4 separate regions of the Sus scrofa genome follow, and all the other regions are linked to region 2. Evidence: chromatin contacts called from public Hi-C and HiChIP or PLAC-seq data. All regions are on one chromosome and are shown on one strand. The core of a region is the stretch at or near the end of the contact, and the rest is flanking DNA. Distances in the headings are between cores, read along the strand shown.

Region 1 (2,700 bases), core at 31-2,530, 130 kb before region 2:
ACTTTTGACTGAAGTCCTGAAGTTATATCAAAACAAGAAAGTCATTCTCTTTAATATGCTATCAGAGACTCAAAAATACAGGAAAATTCTGCCATCACATTCATATTCTGTTCATCAACACCAACCTGTACCAGCAATGAGAACTAGAGAATAAGGTATGTTTCCAGCAATGTCATATTACCGTTATACCTAACATTTATGTAGGTCAAGGATTTTATTATGTTTTCAATGTCTAAAATCTAGAAGAACTAATAATGCTTTTTTTTTTTTTAATTAACAAAAATCTTTGCTTTAGGTCTCCCAGTCTGTATTCTGAGTTTTCTGATTACACTACAATAATTTGATTTTGGAATACCCATTGTGGCTCGGATGGTTACAAAACCAACTAGCATCCATGACGATGTGGGTTAGATCCCTGGCCTCACTCAGTGGGTTAAGAATTCAGTTTGCCACAAGGTGCAGCATAGGTTGGGGACGTGGCTTAGATCTGGTGTTGCTGTGGATGAAGCTCCTCCTGGACACCTAGCCTGGGAACTTCCGTACTCCATAGGTTCAGCTCTAAAAAGGAAAAAAAAAAAAAAAAAAAAAAAAGTGGACAGTTTCACACTTGGAACGTTACAGAAGTTAGATCTAATTATGAATTTACGCCTCAAAAGTAACTATTACTGGGCCATCCTGAATTAACCTGAGCTATTTTGTATTAGCAGTACGTGGGGTTGAATCAACAACACCTAATTCAGACCAGCTGAATCCCAAAACAGTCTTTTCCTAAACTTGAGAAAACTGTCCCGCCCCACCGGCAGAAGGTAGTGACGCAGAAAGCTTCCAGGATTTGTTTCCTTCAATGTCTAATCCAGGGGATTAACAGAAACTGTTTTGCACAGTGTGTAGTGCTTCCTTTCCAAACCTCATGAGACAGAAAGTATGGGGCTAGGAAAAGAGCCGTTTCTGATGAAAATCTCCCCTTTCCAGCCAGAGCACCTCAAGAGGGGCTCTAGCCCTAGCACAGGCCCAGAACTGCAGAGAACTCAGCCTGTCCCCTGGCCGAGCAGTTCCCAGGAGACTAACCGCTCCCGCCTCAGCTCCACATTTCCCCAGCAGCAGCGGCGTGGGACACTGCCTGCCCACCAGCCTGCCTGGCCGTTCTGCTCCGGAGCCGCTCCGCCCAGCCCCGGCGGGCCTACCCCTGCCCAACCCTGCCTGGCGGCCGGAATACTAAACAGAAATTTAGCGCTCACCGTAGCGAGTCTCTCCTCAGCCATCTTAGCTCCGCCCCCACAATGCGAGGCCGGAAGTCGGCGGTTTCCCAGACAACCAGGCAAACGGAAATCATAGGACTGGGGGAGTAGGGAGGGAGCTGGAAGCAGGGTAAGAAGTAGATCGCCGAGCGGAAGGCTTTGCCTGGGAGGCCCAGGATTCCAGAAAAGAGGCAAGAGTTGGGCACTTTGCTGCAGTCCACTTGACTTTAAAGGAGCCGGTGAGGGTATACGCAGCCAGTGGTCTCCTTCATCCCGGCCAGCGCTTACCGCCCCACTCCATCGTGTGGACGCTGTTTGCGAGACCCCCCCCCCCCACAGCGCTGGGTGGAGTGGCCAGCCCCATCTGGCCCTGCCCTGCTTTAACGCCACCCAGCGTTTATTTCTAGCCTTCTTCCGGAAGCCCCGGCCCTCAACCCCAAACCCTAGGACCCAGAACTTCATTTTCGCCTTAGATAAAAATTCCTTGTTTCTTGGCTACGGTATGGTCTGCCCCGTCGGCCTCCCACTTTTGTTTACGCTAGGGTTTGCAAATTAGCAGCTGGTGGGCTGCATTTAAACGCAGCCTTGTTTTGACTGCAAATATTTAAGAATTAGAAGATTTCATAAGAAACCCAAAAATCTAGCCTCGATGAATAAAGATGCCACAACGTGCCTGGGTTCCTGCATGGCGGTAAAATCTGAAAACTGCTGCTACTGTATATAGGCATTTGTTCACCTTTTTTGCTACAGTCTTCACTTTGCAACACATTTCAGCCTTCGTACCTTTCTGGGACCTGGTGTGGTGAATTAAATGCTTAGTCTTTGCACTGAGTGATTGTGGAAATACTTGGGCTTTGGAGTCAATACTTAGTAGTCTGGATTTGACTACTGCATGACTTGAGCCAGGCGTTTCTTTGAGCTTCATTCATTTCAGTACCAGAAGCCCTGTGACAAAATACATTGGAACTCTACACCAGGAGCACTGACTTTAGAGTATAGCGAGGAAATCACACATTGAATAATAACATAAGCAAAGTTTATGAAGAAATAGTTCACTAAAGAACAAATACAAATAGCTCTTAAACATATGAAAATATAACTTTGTAAGGAAGAAAAAACATGCAAATTAAAGTTTCCAAAAGATACTTTCCACCTCTTACATTGGCAGAGAACAAAAATTTTCACCAAGTTGTGAGTAAACATGCATATATTCTTCATCTGTAGCTAGTGGAGATGTAAATTGACAGCAGTTTGGAATAACTACCCAAATTAAAAATGCACATAACATAACCTTTAATTTCATTATACTAATTCTAGGAATATATTCTATGGGTATAAATGTGGGAGAGGACTTTAAATACAGAGTTATTTGATGCAGCATTGTTATAACAACCAAAGTCTGAAAACAACCTTAATGCCCACTAATTGAGGTTAAAGAAAGTGTGATGAGCCCATACTGCAT
Region 2 (2,700 bases), core at 95-2,594:
AAGTTGCAGTGAATCAAGGCTTCATTTTTATTCTTCAATCACATCCCTGACCCCCATGACTGTTTTTCCCAAAGAGAAACTTTTGACGTCCTAAGCTCAAAAACAAAGTCCGACCCACAAGAAGGTTAAATGAGATGTGGTTATCAATTTAAACCAAGACCAACTTAATGACCACGAAATACAAATTATTAGAGAAAGGGGGTGAGTCCAGAAGCAGAAAGCCTCTACTTACTAACTCACAATAGAGGCTTGTCCAATATTAAACAATAACACTACGCTTTGCTGTTGTTTTAGCTGCAAGGCTGGGTATGCAATTCGCTGCAACTGTTCCAACAGCTTAAGTACGCTACAACTGAAAAAAGTAGTAGTTGGGTCCCAAACAAATAGCAAAGATTTAAAAAGATGCAAGCAGAAGCCTCACCATCAGAAAAGAAGACCCACGAACACCTCTTCCAAGAAACACTTCCCTTCCCCCACCTTTAAGTAGGCACTTAAGACTGCCAAGCAGATCCATTCCTTTATTAACTGGTGTCCACTTGGGGCAACCGTACAACAAGCAGCTCTTAGGCCTACTCTAACCCCTTCCAAAAGTGCTCAAGTGAGGCTGAAGGCCGGAGAAACAGTCTTAGGGGCCCAGTTCTTCCAGCTCTTCTCCACTCTGCCCTGGTAGGTGCTCCATGGGCCAGAGGAGTAACACCGGGGCCAGGACCGGCAGGAACTGCGTCCAAGAGAGAAGTCTTAGGCGGCCGGAGGCCTCCGCCATAGCAGGACCTGGAAAGCACCGCCTCCAGCGCACCTCCCCACACCCGGCAAATGTCTGCTCTACCCCCAGCAGGGGCAGCGGAGGAGACAGGGCTGGGAGGTACCGGGCTGAGCTGAGCACCAGGCCCAGGCCTGCCCCTCGGGACCGCGCGAGCAGCACGAATCCGCTCCTGGGTCCAGACCGATCAAGCAGGCGTGGGGGCCACTCTCACCTGGATGACCTCGTTGACCTCCCGGATACATTCCACCATGTGTTGCAGAATCTGCTCGGCTGTGAGCACCTCGTAGCGGTAATCCTCCTCCTGCTCGTGCCCCGACCCGCCGCCGCCGCCGCCACTGCCGCCGCCGCCGCCGCCGGGCCCCAGAGCACTGCCGCCGCCACCGCCCGTCTCCCCGCCCAGCAGTCCGTCCCGCTCCCCGCCGACGCCCAGCTCAGGCTCCACCAGCTCCACCTCGCCCAGATCCAGGTTATCATCGTCCGGCTCGTCGTCGTCGTCGTCCTCCTCCTCCTCGGCGCCGCTGTCCTCCTCGCTGCACTCTTCGTCCTCGTCGAACTCGTAGTTGTACCCCTCGTCCGAGTCCATGGCGCGACGCGCGGGGGCCCGGCAGACGCTGGCCCTAAGGCGGGGAGAGGGCGGGGACGCCGAGGCCCCGGCTCTCGCTCCGGCTCCGGCTGATGTCCGGACGCAGGCCTGGCTCCGGCCCCGCGGGCCGCAGCTCCTCCCCGGGCGCGGCGGTTGGCGGTTGGCGGCTGGCGGCGGCGGGGAGGGCGCGGAGGAGGGAGGGAGGGAGCGAGGGGGCCGCTCGTCGCCCGCCTCAATCAGACGCGGCTCCGCACCGGCCTCGGAGAGAAAACAGTCCCCAGCGCCACCTCCACGGCCGCTGCTACCGCTACTGAGCCAACAAAGGGGCGTGCGTCACCGCGTCGCGCTGCGTCGTGGCGTCACTGTTCTTGGCGTCACCGCGCCCCGCCCCTCGGCCCCTGTGTGGAGTGCGGGGAGACCCCACGGCCGGGGCTGGCCCTGGGAGCCAGGCGCCGCGGGAATCGCCGCCTGGGTTCCCGCTGCGTTCGCTGTTCGGACGGACGCTGGCCGACACCAGCTGACAGTGTACTTGAGGAGGCTGTGGCCTCCTGGTCACCGAGAGGGGGCCCTTAGGCCGCCCCGGGAGTGGTTTTGCCACTGGCTATGGGGATCCAGCCATTCGCGCAAACCAATGGGGAAGGCGGCCTTCCCACCGGGCAGTAAAGACCCTTCCCGCCCAACCTGGAGTAATTCCAGGAAGACCTTGGATGTTGAGCTAATATTCCTGTTGCCTGGGCTACTCAGAGGATTCTGTTTTATGCAGAACCTCTCAGCCACGCAGCAGGTGTTCTCGTTTTAAGTAATTCACTTGACTCTGTGCCCTGGTACAGACGTGCTGTGATTTAAGTCGCCTGTAGTGACGTCATTTAAAAGAAGCGGTCTCTAAACTCCGCTCATTAAGCGCCTATTCAAGGCCAGAACATTGGCAAAGTCGTGGCTTGCCTTAGTTGAGCACTGTGTAAGATCTATAATCTATAATCTATACGTATGAATTATAATATTAATATATAATACAACATATTAAATATGTAATGTTTTTTCTCATCGTCACAGAGCCACAGTACCTGTGTTATGCCTGAGACTCAAAGAGGAAGAGACTTGACCAAGGCCACAGAACACTTGCCCTATTTTAGACCCTGGGTGACCTTAAATATCGATCATAAAAACACTTTATAACGTATAGTATGTATTATATACTGCATTGTATATAAAATGCATTGTAAGACAACATAAGACCGGTAAAAGAAATATCTGCAGGGACCAAATAAAGCAGAGAGATAGTGCTTGTCTTTTATCTGGAAATGTGCTGTTTGAGCTTAGTGTTGATAGATGGCTAGGAGTTTAATGGAAGGTA
Region 3 (2,700 bases), core at 123-2,622, 150 kb after region 2:
GCCGACTCACAGCGCAGGCGCCCCCCCTGCTCCGTGCCTCCTCCCAAACGGCAACCACTGCGCAGGCACCTCAAGCCTGGCGTCGGGGGCGGGGGCGTGCCCAGGGGCAGGCCGCGTGGCAGTTGGTCCGAAGCGGACCACGTGGCCACGGTGCCCGCCGCGCGAGCGTGCGCAGAGTGGCTCAGCGCGGCCGTGACGGAACGACGAGGCGTGCGGGTGCGCGACCTCTCCCGCCCGGCCCCGGCCCCCGCCCCTTGGCCTGCCGCTCCGCCCCCGCGGGGCGTCCCGGGCCGCTCGTCCCCTCAGCGGCGGCCGCGCGCGGCCCGGGGTCGCCGTGAGTACTCGCGAGGCCAGCTTGTGGGGCGGCCGCCACGGGGACGGGGCGGGGCGGCCGAGCCGCGGGAAGGGTGCGGGGCCAGGGTGGAGGAAGTGAAGGGTTTGGACCCGGTGGCTCTGAGAGGCCTTCTGAGTTTAACAGGCTTCGCTTATGGCCGGGCGGCTGGCGACACAGATCGGGCTCAGAGCTTCTTCCCCGGGAGGCAGGTGTTGGGTGTCTTCGGGGTCTCCGGGGGAAACCGGAGAAGAGCTCTAAGTGCTTCCCCAAGGGAGGCCTCAGTGAGGGCCTGTTCTGGAAGCACGAGTGGCGGCCAATGTTGGGGGCTCACCCCGGCCTCTTCTTCCGCCGGGTACACGAGATAGCGCTGGGAAGCGGGCATCGCCGGGCGGTGGGTTCTCCCCCGCACTCTTTGTTCCATGGCCTAGGCTTTTTGAAAGGAGCACTTCGCTGCAGAGCGGAGTCACCTTCTTTCCCAGGACCGCCAAGCCGGGATCAAACGTTGAGATCGGAGGCTTCTTTGACTAGATGCAAAGTTGTCACGCGGAGAAGCGCTTTTGGACCTAGGCCAGGACATTTGTGATCCGGACTTGATGCTTATTTACTTTTGGCCTATTCTTATGCAAATTTTTTGTTAGCTGCTCTCTAGCGCTGACACCCTTCTCTGGGCATTCTTCATACAGTCAGTATTTGACTTGGCTTTTCTTGAAAGGGTTCCCTTGATTACCTCGTTTAGATAAATCAAATAGGTCTTTCTTACTAGTTCATTAACAGCTCCCTTAATTGGGTTGTAATCTCATCACTGGAAGAGTGGATGTCATTAGAATCTGACAAATGTGCTATAGTCCCCAGTTCCACTGTACGCTATTATACTTCTGACCCTAAGCAAGTTGCTTGACGTCCCTGCACCTGCATACTCTATCTGTAGTGTGAAAAGTTTAAAATAGGTTATATACAGCCTAGTTTGAAAAAGATGGTAGTCTCTAAATTGTTTCTTCACTGGACAGGAAAAATTCTCTCTGAACTACTTTTTTCTCCTTGTGGTAACAGCAGAAACCAAGCAGCAACAGCCCTTGGAGAGAGACTAAGCTTTCTTGACCTCTACAGTGGCACAGTGGCAAAGAGCTTGAGAAAGTTGGCACTTCTGGGCTACACCATTGTCATCCAGGACATTAATGCCTCCCTCTTTGTTCCTCTGAGACCGTCCAGATCAGCACCTGTTTATTTTCAAATCTCACAAACCCCACCCCAGATCTTCATAGTTTGGTTCTCAGCTGCTCTTGAAGGTGAATGGAGTCTTGCTTTTTAAAATCATTTTTGTATGGTTTTGTCTATGTGTAGATGTGTTTAGGTTCTTGTATTTATCTCCCCTTTGGCTTAGGTCACAGTTCATTCATTCATTCACTCATTCAATTAGCTATGTTATGAGGGACTGACAGTACAGACAGTGAAAATGCTCAAAGCCTCTGCCACCGTAGAGCTTACATTCTGATGGGAGGTAAATACAATAAACAAACATTTTGTCATAGAGTGGTAAGTGCTGTAGGAAAAAATAAAGCAAGGAAAGGGTTTGGAGAGTGCTAGTGTGTTGTGTATTGTGATTTTACTGTTTTATGTAGGATAGTCAAGGTGATCTTCAAGCAGAGATCTGAAAGAGTAAAGGAGCAAGCCCAGTGAATATGGGTGAAAAGCATTCCAAGAAGAGTGGCAAGCAGGCACAAAGACCCTGTGGTGGGAATATGCTTGATATGTTGGAAGAACAGCAAGTTAGAGAGTTTCAGTGATACTCTTCATTTCACATTTAGAGTTGATAGGAGACTCCTTAAAAAGTATGAAAGTAGCCTCTGGGTTTGTTTGTTTTTCTTTTTAGAATGAAAATTTCCAACTATATACAAAAGTAGAGAGTTTACAAACCCTTGTGTACTTATCACTCAGCTTCGTTTGTAATCAACATTTTATGATTTTCATCTGAACATTTCATCTGTTCCCCATTTTATTTGTGCTGGAATAGTATTTTAAAGCAAATCTTGGCGTTCCCATCGTGGTGCAGTGGAAACGAATCCGACTAGGAACCATGAGGTTGTGGGTTCTATCCCTGCCCTTGCTCAGTGGGTTAAGGATCTGGTGTTGCCGTGAGCTGTGGTGTAGTTCGAAGACATGGCTCGGATCTGGCGTGGCTGTGGCTGTGGTGTAGGCCAGTGGTTACAGCTCCAATTGGACCCCTAGCCTGGGAACCTCAATATGCTGCAGGTGTGGCCTTAAAAAGACAATAAAAAAGGAAATATTTAAATTAAGATTTGAATATTTAAAGATATCAAGCATTTCATCTCTAAGAACTTCAGCTGCAGTTTCCTTGTGCATTTTGT
Region 4 (2,797 bases), core at 288-2,787, 240 kb before region 2:
AACCTTATGTGACTTTGCAGGTCCACAACCAGCACCAACTAGTTACAGGCTCTTTGACTCTTGGGTCGAATTCTCAGAAAAGAGAAATGATCTCTTGCCAGCCAGTGGATTCACTACTTTTAAGTTAAGTGCTGGTTCAGTCAACCCTGGGGTGGTAGGAAAACCTGCCCACCTGGGGTCACCTGGGGGAGGGGTTTTTCTGGTAACTAATTGACTTGTCTCCTTGAAGAGAGAGAAGGGACAGGCAACTCTAGGGAAGACAGCATCACACAGATCTCACAGGCTCCTTGTCTTCTTTCTTTTCTATGGAGCCCAAATCTCATCCTGTGTGAACACCTCCTTTGAAGCAGCTGCTGTGGTCAGGTGAGCTGGGTGGGGTGAGCCAGGGGAGGGGAGATGACCAGGATAGGGAAATGCTGGTGATACCGGGCTGGGGGAAATGAAGCCTAATGCTCAAGATCAAAGTTAGAGAAATAAAGATCCACTGCCAAGTCCAAAGGTTGGGGCAGAGTGGAAAATCGGACACAGAGCCAGGTCAGGATGGTCAGGAGCCAGCAGAACTGGAAAAATGGAAACAGGCCAGGGAACAAGACCAGGCCGGTTGTGATGGCTGCTGAGAACGAGCTGGCAGCAAGCCTAGCTTCACTGGCTCCCAACCTAGGCTCACACATAGAAGAGTCACGATGAAGACAGGGCCTGTTGGGTTTAGGTCATATTAACCCAAAGAAAAGAGGAGATAACCCAGGTCCGAACTCCGCTTATGTGCTACACAAGATTGTGTACATTTGCGCATTTTCTGAAATTGTTAAAGGGAACAGCGCCCCCAAAAGGATTACTTTAAGGTTTGAATCTGATCGTCCAGCGAGGACCGTCACTGCAGGATCTACTCAGACTCTGTACAGATCCGGTACAGAGGGTGGTCGACCACCCTCCAGAGGGACAAAAGATCATTCCCCCCACCCCACGCCATGCGCGCCCCAAGGGCTCGCAGCAGCGCTGCTGCCATCTGATTCCTTCGGAGAGCGCCAAGCGCCCGGCCTGAAAAAGCATGAGTTTTATAAACAATGGATGATAGACAGACCGGCTTAGGAACAGATTAAAACGGAGGGGGAGGGAGGGTGCGAGGAGAGTGTGATTTGTGCACCCTCTGAGGAACTTCAGGCGTAGCTCAACTGGGGATGCAGACTGGCTCAAAGAGTAACATGAGATTTACCCGCGACTTCAAAATCCATCTGTTTCAGATGCGATAAATTCATTTGAGTAATAAAAAAATCCATCTGTTTCATCTTACTGGGAAAACAAACGTATCCTTGTTCCTCTATTTTGGGGGTACTGGAGGAGTTCTGGAAAGGGGTACAGCGCTCAGACCTGTACTGCTGCCTTTGTCCAACCTCCCCCAGAGCCGCCGAACAGCGCCCCCAAGTGCCAGGATTTGGACCGAGAAAGACAGTTTTCCGCTCCTCTGCCACGCCCATCCCCCGCCCTCACCCCGCCCCTCCAAAGGACTTCGGCGCGCCGGCGTGACGTGACGCGCGTGTTGACGTCGGCGCACGCAGAGCCCGGAAGAGGCGCGGGCCGGGAAGGGAGCTGTACATCGCTGCTCCAGCGCCTCCGTTCCCATGGCGCTGTGGCGCGGCTCAGTGTATGCCGGCTTCTTCGCGCTGGCGGTGGGCTGCGTCTTTCTGCTGGAGCCGCAGCTGCCGGGGTCGGCGCTGCGCTCGCTGTGGAACTCGCTGCAGCTGGGGCCTGTACCCTCGCCCCTGGGACCTGGCTCCCCTGAGGGCCGGTTGGCAGCCGCCTGGGACGCGCTCATCGTGCGGCCGGCCCGGAGCTGGCGCCGTGTGGCCGTGGGGTGAGTGCCTGCGAGGTCTGCCTCTGTGGGCCTCTCCAGGAGGCGCGGGCGCTCCTGGCCTCCTTGGCAGACGTCAGGCGGCTTGGGAGCTGGGAAGTAGAGCCGGCGCAGAAACAGGTTCCCAGAGGTCAGCTGGAGGCCCCTCGGCGCTAGTGTCCACGCTGCCTCCTTGGCGAGAAGCGTTGGACTTTTGGGACTAGCCCCATCCGTCACCGCTGCAGGGACTCAACAGACTGCTTTTTCCTCTAGGCTGGCTCTGCGCCCTTCTTGTCTCTGTAGGACCAGCCTAATCGACTCTTGCAAATCCCGCTCAGCCTGACTGCTTAAAGTTCGAGCCTCTTTTATTCCAATACCTGCTCCTCTAGCGACCGCTCTTTTGCAGTCAGAGATGCTTCATTTTACTACTCTGGCAGCGTTCTTCCCCTTGCTGCTGAACTACTTAAAAAGGAGTGGTCGCTGCCGTTAGCTGTCTTGCTTCCCCCTCCGTAATGGCGTAGTCCTTTGATGCCGGAGTCTGGAGAACACTATTCTGCTGAAACTTCTCTCTCAAAGCTTACGGCTGACTTGTTGCTTCTCATATTCAGCTGCCTTTTTTAGTCTTCAGTGTCCACTCTCTGCAGCCTTCCACGCGTTAAGCACGCCCTTCTTGAAACTCTTTTCCCCTGACTTCAGTGACATTGCATATTTAGGGTTCTTCCAAATCACAGTGCCTCCTTTCTTTGTATTCCCCTCCTGCATGTAAGTAATTTTTCCCTTTACACTAATATCTTGTCTCAGTCTGAGTTGACTATCTTGCCATCACCTCAAACGCATCAATCAAAGAGCAAGCCTTCTACCCAGACTCTACTAGTTCCTATGAGTATTGGGGCCAGGAAGGATAGTGCAGGCTATCCTGAAAATTAAATGAAATAATTCATGTTATCTAGTATGTGTCTGCTTTAAAGA

Evidence for each region. Hi-C and Micro-C count contacts between places; a contact is called where the count stands out from the background. HiChIP or PLAC-seq counts read pairs in DNA pulled down with a chosen protein or histone mark.
Region 1: a contact with region 2 is called in an H3K27ac HiChIP or PLAC-seq map of alveolar macrophages. The contact joins the promoter of BBS4 here to the promoter of LOC110261568 in region 2. A contact is called at or near these places in 1 of 5 promoter capture datasets (liver), 6 of 47 Hi-C or Micro-C datasets (embryonic fibroblasts, fetal heart ventricle, heart right ventricle and 2 more) and 2 of 2 datasets of contacts at active chromatin or transcription factors (alveolar macrophages and skeletal muscle).
Region 3: a contact with region 2 is called in an H3K27ac HiChIP or PLAC-seq map of alveolar macrophages. The contact joins the promoter of PKM here to the promoter of LOC110261568 in region 2. A contact is called at or near these places in 3 of 47 Hi-C or Micro-C datasets (epiblast stem cells and liver) and 1 of 2 datasets of contacts at active chromatin or transcription factors (alveolar macrophages).
Region 4: a contact with region 2 is called in a Hi-C map of liver, with 5 times the contacts expected there. The contact joins the promoter of ADPGK here to the promoter of LOC110261568 in region 2. A contact is called at or near these places in 2 of 47 Hi-C or Micro-C datasets (heart right ventricle and liver) and 1 of 2 datasets of contacts at active chromatin or transcription factors (alveolar macrophages).

What each region holds. Positions count from the first base shown.
Region 1 is chr7:60,692,048-60,694,747 of Sscrofa11.1, forward strand. It overlaps BBS4 (Bardet-Biedl syndrome 4), which reads right to left and starts at 1,281. Exons shown (of 16, transcript NM_001244787.1): 1 at 1,239-1,281. The coding sequence starts at 1,262.
Region 2 is chr7:60,822,444-60,825,143 of Sscrofa11.1, forward strand. LOC110261568 reads left to right here and starts at 1,345. Exons shown (of 2, transcript XM_021099104.1): 1 at 1,345-2,304; 2 at 2,400-2,700. The coding sequence starts at 1,345. The coding sequence ends at 2,145. It overlaps ARIH1 (E3 ubiquitin-protein ligase ARIH1), which reads right to left and starts at 1,674. Exons shown (of 14, transcript XM_021099101.1): 1 at 975-1,674. The coding sequence starts at 1,346.
Region 3 is chr7:60,971,635-60,974,334 of Sscrofa11.1, forward strand. PKM (poly [ADP-ribose] polymerase 6) reads left to right here and starts at 1,373. Exons shown (of 32, transcript XM_021099107.1): 1 at 1,373-1,620. It overlaps LOC102166620 (a long non-coding RNA gene), which reads right to left and starts at 87. Exons shown (of 5, transcript XR_001297909.2): 1 at 1-87.
Region 4 is chr7:60,582,501-60,585,297 of Sscrofa11.1, forward strand. ADPGK (ADP-dependent glucokinase) reads left to right here and starts at 1,538. Exons shown (of 7, transcript XM_021099100.1): 1 at 1,538-1,852. The coding sequence starts at 1,620.